2 separate regions of the Oryctolagus cuniculus genome follow, and region 1 is linked to region 2. The links are chromatin contacts, called in public Hi-C maps. All regions are on one chromosome and are shown on one strand. The core of a region is the stretch at or near the end of the contact, and the rest is flanking DNA. Distances in the headings are between cores, read along the strand shown.

Region 1 (2,700 bases), core at 165-2,664, 170 kb before region 2:
CATTTGTATGCAAGGTTTTAGAATGATCAACTGACAAAATGAGACTGCAAGGATAACTGTACAAAGAAGGGAACTAAAGACATGCATTTTAAATGTTTTATGTTATCCTAAATAATTAGTAGCTAGTACTTAATTAAAATTTCCACTTACTTAAGATAACTCCAAAAAGATTTACGAAATAATGATACTTTCAAAGGTCATCCTAAATTTTATTAATTTGTTGTTTTTGCTTTTAAACATTTTAATATATATATAACGTTAAGAACTTCAAAACAAGGCCGGCGCCACGGCTCACTAGGCTAATCCTCCGCCTAGCGGCGCCGGCACACCGGGTTCTAGTCCCAGTCGGGGCGCTGGATTCTGTCCCGGTTGCCCCTCTTCCAGGCCAGCCCTCTGCTGTGGCCTGGGAGTGCAGTGGAGGATGGCCCAGGTGCTTGGGCCCTGCACCCCATGGGAGACCAGGAAAAGCACCTGGCTCCTGGCTCCTGCCATCGGATCAGCGCGGTGCGCCGGCTGCAGCGCGCCAGCCGTGGCGGTCACTGGAGGGTGAACCAACGGCAAAGGAAGACCTTTCTCTCTGTCTCTCTCTCTCACTGTCCACTCTGCCTGTCAAAAAAAAAAAAAAAAAAAAACTTCAAAACAAATGAATGGAGAAAGGCAGACAGCAGATAATATTATATTTCAGAGAAGATAAAGTGAACTACTTAGGGGTCACAAAGATCTCACTCTCCAGACTGCCTGAGATTTTTATTTCTATACCATTGCCAAAGTGTTTTTGCGAGACTGGTTGAAAATGACACTGTGGGGCAAGCTTTGCAGTGCAGTAGCAAAGAATCAGCCTGGGTTCAAATCCTAGCTCCACTTCTGATCCAGCTTCCTATTAACGCACACCCTGGGAAGCAGTGGGTAATGGCTCAAGTACTTGGGTACCCACCACTCATGTAGAAGAGCAGGCCTCTTGTCTTGGCCTGGCCCAGCCCCAGCTGTTGTGGGCAAATGAGTAAACCAGTGGATGGAAGGTCTCTCTGTATGTCTCTTTCTCTGTGTTGTTCTAACCTTTCAAATAAATAAAACTTTAAAAAAAAGGATATTTTGCTACTTTGGTTGGTGACAAAGTTTCCTTCTTTCTTTTCCTTCTTCCCTTCTTCAGCTTCCTTAATGACAGTAAGTAATGACAGTAAGTTAGAAGAAACTAGCCAGCCACAGAAAAAAGAAGAGGATGAAAATAACATGCAAAGAATGCTCACTACAGTGGTTAAAGCAAACTGAAGCCAGAGTATCTGGGCTTAAATCAAGCCTTGACTACTGGAGCCAGTGCCCTGGTAAAGTAGGTTAAGCCTCTACCTGTGGAACCGGCATCCCATATGGGTACCAGTTCAAGTGCCAGCTGCTCCACTTCGGATCCAACTCCCTGCTACTATGTCTGGGAAAGCAGTGGAAGATGGCCCAAGTTCTTGGGCCCTTGCACCTATGTGGGAGATCTGGAAGAAGCTCCTGGCTTTGGACAGGCGCAGCTCCAGCAGTTGTGGCCATTTGGGAAGTAAACCAGTGGATGGAAGATCTCTCTCTCTAACTCTGCCTCTCAAATAAATAAATAATAGTAATAAAATACTCGGCTACTTACTGCCCAATGTAAAGTCATTTAACCTCTTTGCTTCAGTTTCTTCATCTACAAAAATGGCAGTAACCACCTCAGAGCTTTTCTGAGGATGAAATTACCATCATGGGTAAAATAGAAAAAACAACACTCAGCATATAGGGAGTGCTCCTGGAAGTATTATCATTATTATTAACAGCACTGCCAATGGCAACACAAAATTTGCCCGCTCAGCCTTGTGTTTTCCATGTTGCCTCTGTAAAAGGCCCTCTTGCAGAAGCAATGATGATACATACCCTTTTTCTAACAGCTCAGGATAGGAACTTACTTAAGTACAGTAGGATTAAAACATTATGTCAAAGTAAAACTGGTTACACCCACATAGAATTTTGCTCAACAAAAGTAAATTCTAAGTGAAAAGAGTACATGTTCTTTCACATTATAAAAAAGACCTATCAGTTTCCTCTTGTTCAGATTCACATTGTTAATGTGTACTGTTTCAAAAACTTACTTTAAAACTAAATGCAAGTTAGCAGAGAGCCGAGGATCTGTAAATTGTGTTGTTCTGTTGTTATGGTCAACGAAATAAACTCTGCCTGTAGCTGTATTACGGATCTCCCATCCAGGAGGCAAAGGCCCAAGCTCTTCACAATTGATGTTGCTAAGATCCCTGCAAAAACAAATATAAAATAAAAAATATCTCACTGATGGGCCTGCTGAGCCAAGCAAGTGTAAATGACACAGGACAATTCCATGAAGTCTGAGAAAATGTATTGTTTCAGAAACTTGAGATATTCAGCTGGAATCTTTAATTCCCAAAGGTTTAACAAACTTATATTCAAAGCCCAATTCACAAATGGCTTAGAAAACTTATCGCACAGCCTACGTTTTCAACAAGTTCCTGGACTTTTACTGTGATACAGATTTAAATTAATATAAAAACAATCACAACAGTTGCCAACATAAACTGTACTACAGTACTTGTTTTGACAGAAAATATTGTTTTACAAGGGTCAGTAATAATTGTTTTCTAAAATTTCCCTTCAATTTTTCTTTATTGCACCATAAAATCTGTGTAAATAAATGTCTATTCCATGATTAAT
Region 2 (2,708 bases), core at 173-2,672:
GGAAGTTGGAGACAAGAACAGAACCCGGGATTCTGGTGTGGGTGTCCCAACTATTAGGGTGATCGCTGCTCCCTGGAACAGACAGTAAAGCCACTGCCTGCAAGCCCAGCATCGCGTATGGGCTCTGGCTCATGTCCCAACTGCTCCACTTCCGATCCAGCGCCCTGCTGATGCTCCTGGGAAAGCAGCAGAAGATGACCCGTCCCTGGGCCCCTGCACCCACGTGGAAGACCTGAAAGAAACCCCTGGCTCCTGGTTTCGGCCTGGCCCAGGCCTTTGCTGCTATTTGGGGGGTGAACCAGCTGATGGAAGATCTCTCTCTCTCCCCACTTTAAACCTGCTTGTTTGGCTCATCTTATTGTTGTTGTTTTAATCTGAAAGGCGGAGAGCAGACAGAGAGCTTCCATCTGCTGGTTTACTCCCCAAATGCCCGCAACAGCCACAGCTAGGCCAGGCCAAAGCCAGGAGCCAGGAGCTCCAGGTCTCCCATATGGGGTGGCAGGGGCCTGAGCACTTGAGCCATTGCCTGCTGTCTTAGAGACAGAACTGCAGCCTAGGCGCTCTGAGAGGGACGTGGGTTCCCTAACAGTATCGTAAGGGCCATACCAGATGCTTGCCCTGCTTCGAACCTGTGGACCGGGCTTTTGGAACCTCCATACCGTTGACATTGGGGCCAGCTCATGCCTCACGGTGAGGGTATGCTGGGCGCAGCCTGGATGACTGTAGCATCCGCTACCCCAGATGTGACAATAAACACCAAATAGCCACAGACTTTGTCACACATCCCTTAGGGAGAAAATCTCTCTCATGTGAGACTCATCGCTTTTGATAAAAATAAAATCATGTCTTTTTAAACAAAATCCTTTTTTTCTTTTTGCCTGAAATCTTGCACAAAGGCCTAAAAAGACCCAGTGCCAATGCCAGCATCTGAGCCCCACTGAGAGACGGAAGCAAACCAAGGAGGCCGTTAAATCCGCGTGGCCTGGCTCGCTCCTCACTTGCAGTCTCCATGGCACGAGGCAGTCGGCTTCCCTTCCTCTCCACCTTTTGAATTTTTGTTGCTGTGCAGGGCAAAAGCAGCCGCGGGTCCACCTCGCGCTGGCCGCGTGCCCGCCGCGGCTGGGAGGACTCTCAGGGGGCTTTCCAAGCTTCGTTAGCTCGTGTTAGCAGCAGAGCCTCAGGAAGCTCGGGCCAGCACGCTCTGGGAAACCCGCGTTCCTGGGATTCTCGGCTCCCTTCGGGGTGGGGGGGAAAGAACGTTCCAGCACGAAAGAGAGGCAGAGAGGAACTCAGAGGCGCGCGGGGAAGAGAACAGCACAGGGTCCTCGGGGCCCGCGTTGGAGAGCGTGAAGACAGTCAGACTTTCCAACTTCCTGGCCCTCCCGTTCCGGAGAGCAGGAAATTATGTCAAGTATTTCCTGAGCAGCTGAGGTATGTGAGTGCCTGCGAGCGCGCTCTACCCCATCTCCAGGAGATGCACGCCCAAGAATGTCTTGGCAGCAAGAAGCTGTGTGTGCTCCGACGCCCATTTCTACCTGCATGGGATGGACAGATACTCTCGCCTGGGAAGCGGAGCATCTTCCTGGGTCACTTTGGAGGCAGACTCCCCCTGGAAGAGAGCTCCTGAGTATATCCATGAATTCCTTTCATATTGGCACCTGCAACGCGTGCACACACACCCCCAATGCGAGGGAACCTCGGAAAGTACTTGGAATATTGAAATTAAAAAATCATTTTTGGGGGTGAAAAAAAAAAGAGGCCCGGGGCCGGCGCTGTGGCGCAGTGGGTTAAAGCCCTGGTCTGCAGTGCTGGCATCCCACATGTACGCCAGTGCAAGTCCAGGCTGTACCACTTCCGATCCAGCTGTCTGCTATGCCCTGGGAAGGCAGTACAAGATGACCCAAGTCCTTGGGCCCCTGAACCCATATGGGAAACCTGGATGAAGCTTTTAGCTCCTGGCTTCAGATTGGCACAGCTCAGGACGTTGTGGCCAATTGGGGAGTGAACCAGTAGATGGGAGACCTTTTTCTTTCTCTGCTCTACCTCTCTCTGTCTTGCAAATAAATAAAATAAATCTAAAAAAAAAAAAAAAAAAAAAAAAGAGGCCCATGCAGTTTCTTCATAATATGACTTTCGCAAACTTTTAAGTACTCACATATATGTGTTTGTTGTGGATACCTCTGTGGAGAGGAGGAGAGTCAGAGACAGAGAAGGGATCTAGAACTTTCTTTGTTAGGTCTCTTAGTGATGTCAGCAATAGATCGCTGGTTATCTAGTTATTCTCACTCACTCTTCGGGTGGGGTAAAGCTGAGGTCAGTGTCTTGTGTTTTAGCAGGATTCTAGAACACGCAAAGAAGGAAACTGATCAGCCCTATCCTAGCTCTAGACATCTGCCCTCCCCAAGAGCTGCCCATAAATCTCCCAGAGCAGGGGGGGTTTAAGCCTCCCGACAATCCAGGTTGGGCCGGTGGTGGGTTCTGGGCCCGCGAGCCATCTGGGAGCCAGCTGTGGCTTTGGCCAGCGGATTCTCCAAGCCAGGCTCCTCTGAGACAGGCAAGTCTGCTTACCACAGCAGAAAGACCAGAGGAAAACGGCCGCCGTTACCTCCAGAACAGAGGAGAAGGCCTGGGAGGGAGCCAGATCGGGCCCCACAGGCCAAGGCCAGGCCAGCTCCGGGGCTTCCTAACCACAGCCCTGAACCAGCCCC

The links. A called contact is a pair of places that touch in the nucleus more often than the background predicts.
Region 1: a Hi-C map of liver shows a contact between it and region 2, with 3 times the contacts expected there. The contact joins two enhancer-like sites. A contact is called at or near these places in 6 of 6 Hi-C or Micro-C datasets (ear pinna, embryonic fibroblasts, liver and 3 more).

What each region holds. Positions count from the first base shown.
Region 1 is chr17:14,161,700-14,164,399 of mOryCun1.1, reverse strand. It overlaps SMURF2 (SMAD specific E3 ubiquitin protein ligase 2), which reads right to left. Exons shown (of 19, transcript XM_017349279.3): 10 at 2,109-2,267. Among named protein-coding and RNA genes, the nearest start is that of CEP95, 64 kb to the left of the region's middle. Within about 2 kb of position 1,414, at least 1 of the 8 cell types and tissues checked has an H3K27ac peak or open chromatin away from gene starts, as enhancers often do.
Region 2 is chr17:13,993,130-13,995,837 of mOryCun1.1, reverse strand. No RefSeq gene overlaps it. Among named protein-coding and RNA genes, the nearest start is that of KPNA2, 20 kb to the right of the region's middle. Within about 2 kb of position 1,422, at least 2 of the 8 cell types and tissues checked have an H3K27ac peak or open chromatin away from gene starts, as enhancers often do.